Linked DNA regions of Sus scrofa: region 1 is linked to region 2. The links are chromatin contacts, called in public HiChIP or PLAC-seq maps. All regions are on one chromosome and are shown on one strand. Each heading gives the region's core, a stretch centred on a gene start, on an enhancer-like site or on the middle of the called end of the contact. The rest is flanking DNA. Distances are from core to core; before and after follow the strand shown.

Evidence for each region. HiChIP or PLAC-seq counts read pairs in DNA pulled down with a chosen protein or histone mark.
Region 1: a contact with region 2 is called in an H3K27ac HiChIP or PLAC-seq map of skeletal muscle. The contact joins two enhancer-like sites. A contact is called at or near these places in 4 of 47 Hi-C or Micro-C datasets (embryonic fibroblasts, liver, retroperitoneal adipose tissue and 1 more) and 1 of 2 datasets of contacts at active chromatin or transcription factors (skeletal muscle).

Annotation. Positions count from the first base shown.
Region 1 is chr2:46,645,084-46,652,510 of Sscrofa11.1, forward strand. All of the region lies in intron 1 of TEAD1 (TEA domain transcription factor 1), which reads right to left. Among named protein-coding and RNA genes, the nearest start is that of TEAD1, 21 kb to the right of the region's middle. Within about 2 kb of position 5,663, at least 38 of the 83 cell types and tissues checked have an H3K27ac peak or open chromatin away from gene starts, as enhancers often do. A contact at or near this core is called in skeletal muscle, where this site is marked.
Region 2 is chr2:46,565,862-46,572,703 of Sscrofa11.1, forward strand. The region is part of intron 2 of TEAD1 (TEA domain transcription factor 1); the gene reads right to left. Among named protein-coding and RNA genes, the nearest start is that of TEAD1, 100 kb to the right of the region's middle. Within about 2 kb of position 5,135, at least 9 of the 83 cell types and tissues checked have an H3K27ac peak or open chromatin away from gene starts, as enhancers often do. A contact at or near this core is called in skeletal muscle, where this site is marked.

The DNA.
Region 1 (7,427 bases), core at 4,413-6,912, 80 kb after region 2:
GCCGTGGTGTAGCCTTAAAAAGACCAAAAAAAAAAAAAAAAAAAAAAAAAGTGACTGGATAAAGATGTGGTAAACACACACACGCATATATATACATGTATATATACATATATACCACACACACACACATATACACACACAGTGGAATACTACTCAGCCATAAAAAAGAACGAAAATTTTGCCACGGACAATAACATACTTAGAGGGTATTATGCTAAGTAAAATAAGTCAGACAGAGTAAGACAAATACTGTATGATATCACTTATATGTGGAATCTAAAAAATATAACAAACTAGTGACTAATAGAGAAGAGACTCACAGATACAGAGAAAAACTAGTGGTTACCAGTGGGGATGAAGGCAGGGAAAGGAACAATATAGGGTAGGAAATGAAGAGGTACAACCTATTATATATAAAATAAGCTATTAAGATTTGTACAAAAATGGAGTATATAGAATATATACATTTTATATAATATAAATAAATGGAGTATAATGTTTAAAAATTGTGAATCACTGTACTGTATACCTGTAACTTATATAATACTGCACATCAACTACACATCAATCAAAAGAGGAAAAAAAATTCTCCAACTTTCTCATTAAAGAAACAAAAACAGGTAGAACATGTCATATCAAGCCTAAACTAAAAATGGCTTCAAAACACATAAAAAATGCCAACCAACAAATACTGCATATGTCTCCCAATACACATGGTAAGGGTTTTCCAAAACAAATTTCATCTTCTTTAACAACTTCTACTCAGTTATTTCTAAATGTTAAGTCTCATCTAAATCCTCCTCCCTGCTCATTTACACTGCCACCCCCTTCACCCCCCAATGTGGAGAGCAGTGGATGAAGCAGGCCTTTTGTTGTTGACACCATACCCAGGGGCACACACACATCTTATCGGTCTCCTCAAGAGAAGCATTTGCTATTTAATCCATTTGCTAATAAAAATCAATTGAAACTGAAAGCTTCCCTGTCAGAGGAAGCTTGGAGCACATGCACAATATACACACTGGATTTATCATCAGCAAGCATTTGCCAAAGGCCACTGGGAGCATGCTTTCCGCATTGATCAGAGAAGGGAGAGGAGGAAGTGAGGAGTGGCGCCAACAGGCAGGACACCCAGATCTAATGACACACCTGACTTGCCTCTTCCCAGGTGCTCAGCCAACCAGAACTCCTCTGTGCCCCAGGGTAGGACTGGGAAAATTCTCACCTGCCATGTTTGAATGAAGCCACCACGGGACCTAAATCCACAAAGGGAAATCAGGTAGCAGAAAGGCCCACCTCAAGTCTTGAAATGTGCCAGCCTGAAACACAGGCTAGGGGAGTAACACTTATTATTACTACCTAGTTTGTTCCCTCAGACTGAATCCACACTGGAGAACAAGGTCCAGGAGAGCAGCCCTGCCTTGCAGACCAAGCAGAGGCCGTGTGTGAACCCACGGAAGAGGGCCTCTCCAGAACACCACACAGCTTCTTTCCCAGCAAACTCGTCAGCCAAAGATCATTTGGTTTCAATTAACAAAAACCCACTCCCACTAACCTAAGGGAAAAAAAAGAAGAGGAGGGGAACATGGGTTCATTATAAGGCCAAGGGGTCTATCAGATGACCCCGAATCAGGAACCGCAACGCAGCCTGCCCTTATGGGAAACGGAAACCCGGAAATGGAAAACCATCCGGAAATGAGACTATTCCCAAGGTCTCCCATCTCCTCCTCTGCACAACTGCTTTGTTCTTTTCTCCCTGCAAAGCAGTTTTCATTCTTTGCTCCTCTCTACCCACAGGTCAAACAGCTACTCCCCCAGTTAGCTTTTCCCTAAACTGCAGCATGAACATCAAAGACCAATTAGGATTGCTGTCTCAATCCCAAAATATTCAGGAGAGAACATTCAACTCAGCTTGGGTCAGATGCCCCCCTTTGATCCAAACATCAGAGAGGAGGTGGGTGAGGTGGTCTGACTGTAGAAGATATCTACCTGTCCAGCACAATTGCAAAAAACAACAACATGACAGCAGCTTAATGAACTCTGACCTTTGTTAAAGCCACAAGGTTTTCAAAAGGTACCGTCTTTTCTTATCATCACTCCAAGGAAGCACAGCTGTACAGCCAGATCCTCAAATAACAGATAAATGTCTTCTTTGTAGTTTGCCTGTTGGTTGCTTGGGTCAGCGAAAAAAACCATTTTGTTGTTATCAAACAGGAATTTATTTCTGGTTCCTCCTTTCTCTTTACAGAAGGGTTTTCGGTGGGAATCTTGCCTAGAAACAGGCAGAACCTGGCCAACACAGGAAAATGTCCTTGAATCATGAATGCAAAGGTGGGAGAGAGATACAGTCAAGGTAGACACACGCACACACACACAAACACACAGAACTAAAGCCTTCTAGGGCAGGTGTACTAAAAATATTTTTCTGTAGAAAGAATCTGTTCAGTGTAAAGGTTAAGTAAGGCTCTTTCCGTACAAAAGCCACTGGGTTTTTCATAAAGTAGCCCCAAAGAGTCCATCAGTGGGGGTCTGTTTCACCTAGAGCAACAAACACATTCCTCCCAGATCATGGGCTGCTCTGTGTGGTTGCTAATAAGATAATCTGTTACAGGAGGCTTTACAAATCCATTTACATTGATTTTAATTAATGAATCAATCCCTGGCCCCGAACAACTCAGTCCAGAGACCGTAAGCAATTCAAGATTCAGTCTGCACTCCTAGCCTGAAAGCTGCATTAAAAAGAAGTTAACTCTTAGATCAATGCAGGACAAATAAAAATAATTGGGTTTGTCATCTCTCACCACATAAGACAAAATCTTTCCCAAGTTTAGAGAGTTACTTTTCACACATTAATAATAGAAATATCTTTTCAGTGATTTCCTAACAAACTCACCTAGGACAAAGAGGTTTTTTTTTTTTTTTTTGACAAACCTGACATCTGGAAAACCAAATGTCAGATATTGTGACTCTCAGTCCAACCTCTGAAATCAAAATGAGTCTAACTTTCTCAAAAGCTCGTCAGAACCTCTTAGCTCAGACTGAAGTTGAACACAGAATTACCCAAATACAAGTACAAATGACAAGGAAGAACAAAGTGGCACCCACCAGCCTGGCCGTGCTCTGAATCAGCCAGGCTTCATTAAGAAGGCAGGCAAACTTTTGCATTTGCTTTTATTTTATCCTTTACAAAGGCTGAAATAGAATTGGACCTTTCTGAGCCAGCTATGAATCGGAAACAAGCTCAATTTAAAAGGCATCAATATGCAACTGCTCATCATTTCATTTTTTTTCCTTCTCTTTCCTCATCTTTTTCACGGGGTCTGTCTATCCCCTCTATCTTTAGACTCCTATCAGAACTTCTAATGACACCATATAAACCTAGTGGAAAAAAAGTCTAGCTTCAGTCCCACGTTCTCAAATCCCCCAGCTAGCCAACACCAATTAGAGTCAGAGAAGAACATTAGAGCTGATAAATGAAAACGTATCACACTCAATTTTAATTTTTTTTCAAGATCGAAAAAGTCCATACATTCACAAGCAAAGTGTGAAAGCAGCAGAGCACCAACTCCATACAGGTGGAGAAACCAAGTCGACTTAGGAGCAGGTGAGGGGAGACAGCTCATAAGAAAGAATACACACACACACACACACACACAGGGTGCAGAGACCCATGACTTCAGGAGAAAGCACTTCACATTTTTCCCTCACTTTTAAAAATATTTAATAAAAATTATCAAACTGATTTTGACATCAGTAAGACTGGCCTGATAACAGTGCAAAAGGAACAACAAAAAGAGCCTGTGTATAAGGAAGTAAAACACAAGCAAAAGCAAGAGCAAGACACAGGCCAGAGCTCGGCGGGCTGGCACTCCTGTGTCCTCCCTCCCCTCCCTCCCTCCTCCCCTCCCTCCCTGTCTTTCTTTCTCTCTCCACTGGGCAAACAAAACAAAAGAAGTTGATACTTTAGCTGTACATATGGACTCCAGAGCTTTCTGCCCCTAAGGTCTGTGTGCACACCCTCAAGTTTTAGAATTCACTGGAACCGAACTCAAAGCTCCGTGAAAAACTTCCCATGCACTTGCAGGGGCATCTCAGCGGCGACTCAACCAGCCGCCTTTCCTGGCTGAGTTGTGCGGGACTGGACAGCAAAGCAGGGTATGCCAATGCAGCCTAATATTCGGATCAAGGCCACAAATTATAAACAGTTTCAATAAATTGACTCGAGTGCCTTTGTTCCTCAGACATACATCTTCTTACGGCTTACAAAGGCAGGCAGCAGAACCTAACCACCAACTCGACTATAGCCAGGACTGGGAAAGGAAGTTATTGAAGCCTGGATTTCCTGCTTTTGCTTGTAGCCAAGAACTATGAGGGTTGTAGTGGTTTCAGGAACTGACTCATCTAATGATTCATGGATAAGATACTGCTTTGAATAAGTTTCTGACCCTAAGACTCAGGAACTTCAAAACCAATCTGAACCCATGCTTCCCTCTTATTTGCAAAAGAATATTCACAGCAAAATACACAGGAGGACAATGGTTAATGAAACAATGAAAACATCACACCAAAAGCAGGAAAAGTAGAATGTGGATATCACATTTGAAGACATGATCAAGAGCTTAATCCATGGGCTGTGACTTGACAGCGTCCCAAATTTCCCAAAAGTGAGTAACAGGTGGGATAAGTTTATTTTTAGATGTCATTCCCCTCCATGTAAAAATAGATTTAGCACAGTAATATTTTAATTCAGGCGCATGTGGGGTTGTGACTCTAAATACCTAAGACAGAAAGTAGCATGCAGCTCTAGATTTAACTGCTACAGTTGCAAACCAGGGAGAGTTCAGGGTTAGCTGACCAATGACTAATGGGTAATAAAAGACTCATGGAACTCGTTTTCTTAAATCACCCTCTATGAGAAAAACGCAATCCAGTATTTCCACCCATCTTCTGACCAGTCTTCTCTTTCCCCCACCATACACACACACACACCCAGTCCTGAAAAGCAAACCTCTAAATAAAAGTTCAGAGACTGGCGCTGGCACCTCTGGCTGCTCCCCATATTGTCCTCATAGATTCATTCATCACCAAGAAGTCCCATTAGGGGAGTTCCTGTTGTGGCTCAGAGGGTTACAAACTTGACTAGTATCCATGAGGATGTGGGTTCGATTTCTGGGCTCACTCAGTGGGTTAAGGATCCAGCGTTGCTGTGAGCTGTGGTGTATGTCCCAGATGAGGCTCAGATCTGGTGTTGCTGTGGCTGTGGTGTAGGCTGGAAGCTGTAGCTCCGATTCGACCCTTAGCCTAGGAACCTCCATATGCCATGAATGTGGCCCTAAAGAAGAAGAAAAAAAAAAATCCCACTAGGGAAATTTTCAAGCCTCCCTGGCCCCCCATTCCCTGGGTTTTCCCTGCCTCCTCCCCCCAATACAGGCTATTAAGCACAGAACCAGTTTCAGAGGTGGCTTCAAAGTGTTTACCAGTTTTAATACAAGTTCAGTCACACAGAGGGAAAGGGGGAAGAGAAAACAAAAGTGGCAGGCTGGTCTGGAGAGAGAAGGGGGATGGAGGAAGCAGAAAGACCAGTTGACCAGGCAAGGCCAAAGTGCAAGGGCTGCCTGGCAGGCACTGCCCGGCTGGGTTCCTCCAGCAGATTTACTGACATGACGTCAGTGGCTCCAGTCCAGCTTTTTCTTTGGTAGCTTTTACCACTTGCCTCCTGAAGCCTCTACTGTGTTAGGGAGCCACAGGACCACAAGGAAAATTCCCTTTATGAAATGAGTTTAACTTCAGGGCAAGAGGCCTGCCTGTGAATTACAGGGTTCCTTAACCTCTCCCTGTGCCCCTGGAGGAAAGGGAAGGGAATAAACCCCTGGTCTACTGTACTTTTCTTAATGCAGAGGAATCATTACATGAAGCTTGCTGCCTTTAAAAAAAGAGGGGAAAAGAGAGGGAGAGAGAAAAGGCGGGAGTGGGGGGGTATGTTAAATGAGTATCCAAAATTTCAAAGGCCAGGATGCTAGTTAATTTCTCAGGGATGTCTTGGATGATGATAATTTCAGGACTATTCATTCATTCTGGTGTGAGGCTGTGTTGGCTGGACTGTGAACGCATTCGGCTTTGTTTCACCAACAAAACAAAAAAGTATTACTGAAGCTGAAACTCCAGACCTGACGGGAACCTCTGAAGAGAACACTGTAGATATGTTTAAAATGAGGTGTTTTTGTTTTGTTTCGTTTTGTTTTTTTTGGCCTAAGTGCATATTCTGTGATTCACCAACAATGGCATAAAACAATTTCCAAAAAGCAAAAATAGAAATTACCAAAATTAAATCTAATACAAGACCTATTAAACAAAAAAACATTCATTTTAGACTTAGAGGCTTACTGTTGTGTTCCCACAACCAATGCATAGGACTCCAATGCATAAACCTGCCTACAACCACAGAGCTTAACATTTTTTACCTTCTAAAAAATAAAGTATTAGTGATAAATTCTTTAAATGACTGGTAGATTAAATGTACTCTGTTTTAAACACTTTGAGAGAGGAAGGTACAAAACTTAATTCAACGAGTATTTTATTCAAACAGATGTGTGTAAATTGACCCCAACAATATCATCAAAATACAGCTTGAGGTCTGAATGGCTCAGAGTGGTAATAAGATAAGGAATCTCTCACCTTCCGCTTATTTAAACAAGACACAGAACAAACCATCAGGGAGACAGGACTGAAGGCAATGATTAAAGTTTTTTCTGAAACCTAAATTAATGTGAGCTCTGGCCTGCAAGATGAGACTCAAACCATGAACTGTCCTAGGGGAATTCTTCAGTCTGGACTTTTCCTCGAAAGAGAAAAGGACAAGATGACAAACACAAGCATGGAAGTAGCAAAATCAGAACCAAAGCGGCCACGCGTGAGACAAGTGTGGAAGGAAAAGTTTTTACTCATGGATGAAAAAGTTGACATGGTAGGTAGGATCCATTTCTGAAGGGGGAGGTGGGAGAAAGAGACCCAAGTATCCAAGTTTAGCTCTGAAATACCATTTCCCACTAAAAGCAACCAAAACTCTGCAGCAATGATTCATTCTAAACCCAAGAATACACAAAAAAGATAGGATAGCAAGGAAGCTATCAAAAACTATTAGGGTCACATCAAAAGGACACAGGGGCCAACTAAAGAAACTCCCAATGACCAAAGATGGTACAATTTGAGCATCAATAAGAGGAAGCTACAACAGATTCAAAAGCATCTGATAATTTTAAAACGACAAATGCATAGCAATATTCAAGAAAAAAATGACCATAAACCCGGCTTTTCTGTACAACTCTATGCCAGGTTAACCAAATAATTGACAAGAGAAAGTTTCTATAAAAGTATTCTGGCTAACAAATGAAGCAGCAGTGAGAGGATGGAATATGACCAGTTTACAA
Region 2 (6,842 bases), core at 3,885-6,384:
CTCTGGAATGCATAAGCAATGGTATCCTGCTGTATAGCACTGGGAACTATATCTTGTCACTTATGATGGAGGATAATGTGAGAAAAAGAATGTATATATGTTTGGGTGACTGGGTTACTTTGCTGTATGGCAGAAATTAACAGAACACTGTAAACCAACTATAATGGAAAAAATAAAAAGCAAAAGCAAAAATAAACAAATAAATAAAATAAAAAAACTCGGATTCTAATGTTAAAAAGCAAACAAACAAACAAACAAAAAACCCAAAAAACACTGTGGTACATACAGACCAGGGAATATCACCACTCAACAAAGGAATCAACTACTGATACACAAAACAACCTAGATGAATCTCTGGGGAATTTTGATGAATGAGGAAAAAGTCAGTCCCAAAAGGTTATATCCAGTATCAGCATGACTCCACTAGATAACATCCAGAAATGACAACATTTTAGAAATAGAGAATAACTAATGGTTGACAAGAGTTAGGGATAAAGTTGGGGGGAGCAGGACTGAGTTAGGCGTGGTTATAAAAGGGCAACGCCAGAGATCCTTGTGGTGTTAGGACGGTTGGCTATCATCACTGTGATGGCGGATACAGAAACATACAGGTGATAACATTGTACAGAACTTAATAAAACGCACAAACACAAATGACTGCAAGAATTGGAGAAATCTGAGTATCAATGGATTATATCCACATTAACATTCTGGTTGTGAAAGTATACTACAGTTTTGCAAAATTCAACCACTGGGAGAAAATGGATAAAGTGTACAAAGGATCTTTGCATTACTTACAACTGCATGTGAATCCACAATTATCTCAATAAAAAGCAATGCTCTCCAACTTCACTCAGGCCCTCCCTCCACTGCTCAAAGCAATTCTTTCACTCAACCCTGTCCCTCTATATCCCGTTTCCCCACAATACCTCTACTAAGTCTGCTCTATTTTTCAAAAGCCCATACATACATAACCCACCTCAGCCCGCAAGGCCGTACTCCTCATCTGAAGAAAGCAATCACCGTGCCATCCTTGGACCCTCTACCTAGACCTTCTCTTGCCATTATGCATCCTTTTATTTTATTTTTTATTTCTTTATATATATAATTTTTCTTTTTCATTCTTTCTTTTCTTTTTTTTTTTTTTTTGACTTTTTACCTTTTCTAGGGCTGCACTCGCGGCATATGGAGGTTCCCAGGCTAGGGGTCTAATCAGAGCTGTAGCCACCAGCCTACAACAGAGCCACAGCAACGGGGGATCCGAGCCATGTCTGTGACCTACACCACAGTTCACGGTAACCCCGGATCCTTAACCCGCTGAGCAAGGCCAGGGATCTAACCCGCAACCTCATGGTTCCTAGTCAGATTCGTTAACCACTGCACCATGACGGGAACTCCTATATATAATTTTTCTACTGCACAGCATGGTGACCCAGTTACACATACATGTATGCATTCTTTTTTCTCACATTACATGTTCCATCATAATTGACTAGACAGAGTTTCCAGTGCTACACAGCAGGATCCCATTGCTAATCCATCCCAAAGGCAACATTCTGCATCTGTTTACCCCAAGCTCCTAGTCCCTCTCGCTCTGTCCCCCTCCCCCTTGGCAACCACAGGTCTGTTCTCCAAGTCCATGATTTTCTTTTCTGTGGAAAGGTTCCTTTGTGCCACATATTATATTCCAAATATAAGTGATATCATATGGTATTTGTCTTTCTCTTTCTGACTTACTTCACTCAGAATGAGAGTCTCTAGTTCCATCCATGTTGCTGCAAATGACATTATTTTGTTCTTTTTATGGCCGAGTAGTATTCCATTGTGTATATATACCACATCTTCCTAATCCAATCATCTATCAGTGGACATTGGGTTGATTCCATGTCTTGGCTATTGTGAATAGTGCTGCAATGAACATGAGAGTCCATGTGTCTTTTTTAAGGAAAGTTTTGTCCAGATATATGCCCAAGAGTGGGATTGCTGGGTCATATGGTACTTCTATGTATAGTTTTCTAAGGTATCTCCATACTGTTCTCCAAAGTGGTTGTACCAGCTTCCATTCCCACCAACAGGGCAGGAGGGTTCCCTTTTCTCCAAACCCCCTCCAGCATTTGTTATTTGTGGACTTATTAATGATGACCATTCTGACTGGTGTGAGGTGGTATCTCATGGTAGTTTTGATTTGCATTTCTCTAATAATCAGTGATGTTGAGCATTGTTTCATGTGCTTGTTGGCCATCTGTAAACATTCTCTGACATCGACCTTACAAATGTTTTCTCAGGTCAGTCTCCCAAAGCAGCAGAAATAAGAGCAAAAATAAACCAATGGGACCTAATCAAACTGACAAGCTTTCACACAGCAAAGGAAACCAAAAAGAAAACAAAAAGACAACTAACAGAATGGGAGAAAATAGTTTCAAATGATGCAACTGACAAGGGACTAATCTCTAAAATACATCATCAACTTATACAGCTCAACAGCAAAAAAGCCAACAACCCAATTGAAAGATGGGCAAAGGACCTACTCCTTTTAAATTCTCTTCCTGGTTGTGTTCCATCAAATATATCCTTAATGACATAATTTTTTTCTCCCCTACTAACTAAACGGACAAGTCTCTTGCCTGTCCTAAAATAAGTGTTCCTTTGACTTTTTATGCCCTTTAAGATACCATCTCATTGCTCCTTCCTCTGTGCACAGCAAATATGGGCCATGATAAAGTTCTCGCTCCATACAGAGGAAACATATGCCGAATGATGCGGTTCATTTCCCACACTCAAACTTTGTAAGGACTGTTGCAAATGTTAGTCTCATTCTCTGCTCATTCTTTGCTTTTACCAACTCTAAAAATGTGGCCCCATTCTCTTGGGCCCAGGCTGTAAGGGTTCTCAAACCTGGCTGACCATCCAGATTACCCAGGGAACTTTTAAAAGCACAGATTCCCAGACCACACTCCCAGAGATTCTGATTCAACTGGATTGAGTTAGTTTTTATTATGTCTCTTTTTTTTAAGCTTCTCAAGTGCTTCTGCTGATGCTGGTCAGGCTTGGGAAGCACTGTTGGGGTTTCCCTTTTTCTTAAAAAGACAATGTCTCTACTCTCCCACTACTACAGACACTCCATTTAAAATCCATGCCACTTTTGGAGTTCCCGTTGTGGCACAGTGGTTAATGAATCTGACTAGGAACCATGAGGTTGCGGGTTCGATCCCTGGCCTTGCTCAGTGGGTTAAGGATCTGGCGTCGCCGTGAGCTGTGGTATAGGCTGCAGACGCGGCTCGGATCCCCCGTTGCTGTGGCTCTGGCATAGGCCAGTGGCTACAGCTCCAATTGGACCCCTAGCCTGGGAACTTTCATATGCCGTGGGAGCAGCCCAAGAAATGGCAAAAAGACAAAAAAAAAAAAAAAAAAAAAAAAAATCCATGCCACTTTTACCATAACACCGTGAGCCTGGGTTTTTCCCTATTCTCATTACCTCTCTGCATGTGAGCCACGAAACTGTCCCAGCAACTCCAACCTGCCTGACCTCCAGGCAGGAATTTCTAAACCTCACAGATCATCTTCATCCGGATGGCACTCTGTGCCTCCAGCACATGACAAAATTCAACTCCCCATCCCTCTCCTCTCTATAAATTGCCTCTTTCATCTCCACTCCCCATGCAGTTCACAGTCCTGCCATCTTCCTCATCACCCAGCAACAAATCCTAGAATCATCTTCAACCCCTCCTTCTCATGCACAAATCCCATTCTGTCAACCAGTCCTATTGGTTTTACCACCAAAACTTCTCTGCCAGCACTGACATTAGGTACTTTTGGCTCATCCTCTCCGACTGACCTACTGCAATAGCCATCTAACTTGTCTTCATACCTCCAGAGTTGGCGTTGTCAAACACAGGCAAAGTCACATCATCTCTCCTAAAAAGATGCAATGGCTTTCCTTTGTTCCAGGATGGCCACCAGGCACTCAGGGCCCTCCATGATGCAGTGCCAGCCCACATTTCCAGGCTCATTCACCATACCACCCCCCCAGGACACACCTTCAGTTCTAAGAGCACCAGAGCTGTGCCCTCTAAGGACTTTGTGCCTTTATCACGCTGTTCCCTTAGGCCTAAGTGCCCTTCCTTTCCCTCTCTCCCCACAGTAGCAGGTTTGACCTAGGCTTCAGAAATCATCTGAAGTTATATGCAACAATTCCATAACTATGCACAAATAAGCATTTTGTTTTTTTTGGAGATCCACAACTTTCTATAGATTCTCAAAGGGGGTCTGCCATCCAAAGTAAGTTTAAAAACAAAAACACACGCTAAAAATAAAAAAAATACAAAAAAACACTTAAGTGGCCTTTTTCCCACTGAACAAAGCTAGCCCATCTAAGTCTGCCTCTCAGACTCTAACTCTTCTACTTCCCTGCATTTTTAAATATGGACACATGCATTCCCCAATCATAAGTAATCCCACTTTCTGCTGCCATACCACTGAGCTGTATATATCCCTAGTATATAGACTTCCTTCCCTATCAATACTGCAGTTAGTCATACTAGCTGGCTTGTTGTATTAAGCTGACTTTCAAATGTCAACCCCACCACTTATTTACTGTGACCTTGAGCAAATAACTTGACCTTGGTGGGCCTCAGCTTCCTCAGCTGTAAATTGGGGGTAATCATGGTAACCCCTGTCACTGGGTTGCTCTGAGGAATAAGCAAGATAACATATTCTAAAGCAATGAGAAAGTGCCTAGCACACAGTAAGTGGTCAAACAGGTCAGCTATCTTAATTGCTTTATACCTATAGTCCCCACTCACAGTCAAAGCACAGTACAGGCTTTCACTCAACAATTTATGAACCCATGTCTTCCTGAATCCCAGTGCTCATGCACTGCCACGGAAAGCTGTTGGAAAGCATAACTTTCCAACTCAGTGATAATTTAACATTATCTTTTTTATCTCTGCTTATGACCAGTTCTTGAGCCATCCTAATCAGCTTTTTTTAAACCTGGATTACATAAGGGCTCACACCTTGTGCATAAACCCTGGTAGGCCCAACCTCTGCCAACCCCCTCCCCCACCACCGCTGCCAATATGTTAAGCTTCCCAATCCAAACACTGATGACTCTGACTTTGCTACTCTCACAGGAACCAAACTATTTCAAAATCTCCCATTACTCATCTGTTCTGAGGATCCCTGAATTAACCCTTGTTCCACTACTCTGCCTATTTGGACAGAAATCCTTCCTGCCTCTGGAACTAGCATTTGTCAATACACATCACACACAAAAAAATAGCATTTCTTCCTTCTCAGACTAAGAGACTATTAAATATACAAACATCTTTTTCTCTCTCATTTTTTTTTTTTCCTGCTTTCGCCCTTCCTTTCTAGCCAGTTCCTCTCAAGGCTCAGAGGCCTATTGACTCCCCTTTCTTTGTTTTAAACAATAGTTCACATATGTGTACATTCAACAAACATCACTGACACCTTCTACGTCCAGCAAGACAGTCATGGTGGGGTCTCAGCCTTATGGAGCTTCTGGCCTGTTCTAAGGGCACAGCTCTTTGTACTGCACGTTCCTAGCTAATTCACTTGAAATAATATCCTGAATCACAGGTCAGACAGAAAAAAGAAATCAAAGATGCTAAATGATGCTCAGATTAAGAACCGGAAAGAACAGGTTCAGCTCAGTCCTCAAGGCTCCTTCCTCCAAGGCCTGGGGATACTACAAGGCTTCGATTCTATAGTCATTTCCACAGACACAGACCACCTTCCTGGAGCTCACAGAAAGCCCACTGTCTTAGAAAGGAATGGCGTTGCATTTCCTTGACCTGTCCTCCAAATTAGGAGGAGCCTAGGGACCTCAGATGTCAGCCTGTTTGCCTGCTCTGATTAACTGGTGCACACTCCTATCTGCTTGCATGCACTCCTTCTGATGCCCCTTTGTCAGTTCTGCCACCACCTCACTGAAAGGGCCCCTTCTCTCTTCTGCCTTGTGCTTCTATGAAGTAAGCAAAGAGGCAAGTCCAACTCCTGTGCTCTCCTGGCCAGGACGGCTCAGGTCAGCAATTGGGGAGGCCTGGCCAAGAGATGTCTTCCTCCTCATCTTTTCTATTCGACACAACTCAGCTCTGTGATAGCTGACCAGCAGGCATGGCATCCCAACAAGAAAGGGGGCAGCCCCGGAGCCAACCTGACCAAAGTCCCTGAAGACACCTACTCATAAAGAGACAGTCATTGTCCAGCAATTGCTGTGCCCTGGCTGCCTGTAGGATCCTACAGCACCAGAATCTTCCAGACATCTTCCTGGCCACCACCAAGGCCAGCCTTGTGATCTAGGATCCTCCCCACTGCGATATTTGAGACACTTTCTTCCTGCCAGCATTGGGCCAGGTGCCCTGGATACTAGTGGCCAAGAACAGGCTTCAAAAGGCTAAGTGGAAGGTGACCATCTTCAAAGGGCTCTCAGACTTCCCAGAAAGCTCTGGCACGCAGCCCTGACCTCAGGTCAGTGTTTCCTGCAAATGAACTTGCTCCATGCGGGCAGGGACCATGTCTGTCTGGCTCACTGCTATATCCCTGACAACCCCTCATACGGGGCTAGAATGTAGGCAGTGCTCAATACCAATTTGTTAAATTAACTTATGATGACCTCCAGCAAGGAAGGAATGAAAGCGTAGTGGAAAGAGCCCAGGTTTGGGAGTCAGGGAGAAATGGGTTTTTTGTTTTGTTTTGTTTTGTTTTTTGTCTTTTTAGGGCCACACCCACAGCACATAGAGGTTCCCAGGCTAGGGGTCTAATCGGAGCTGCAGCCGCTGGCCTATGCCAGAGCCACAGCAATGCGGGATCCAAGCTGA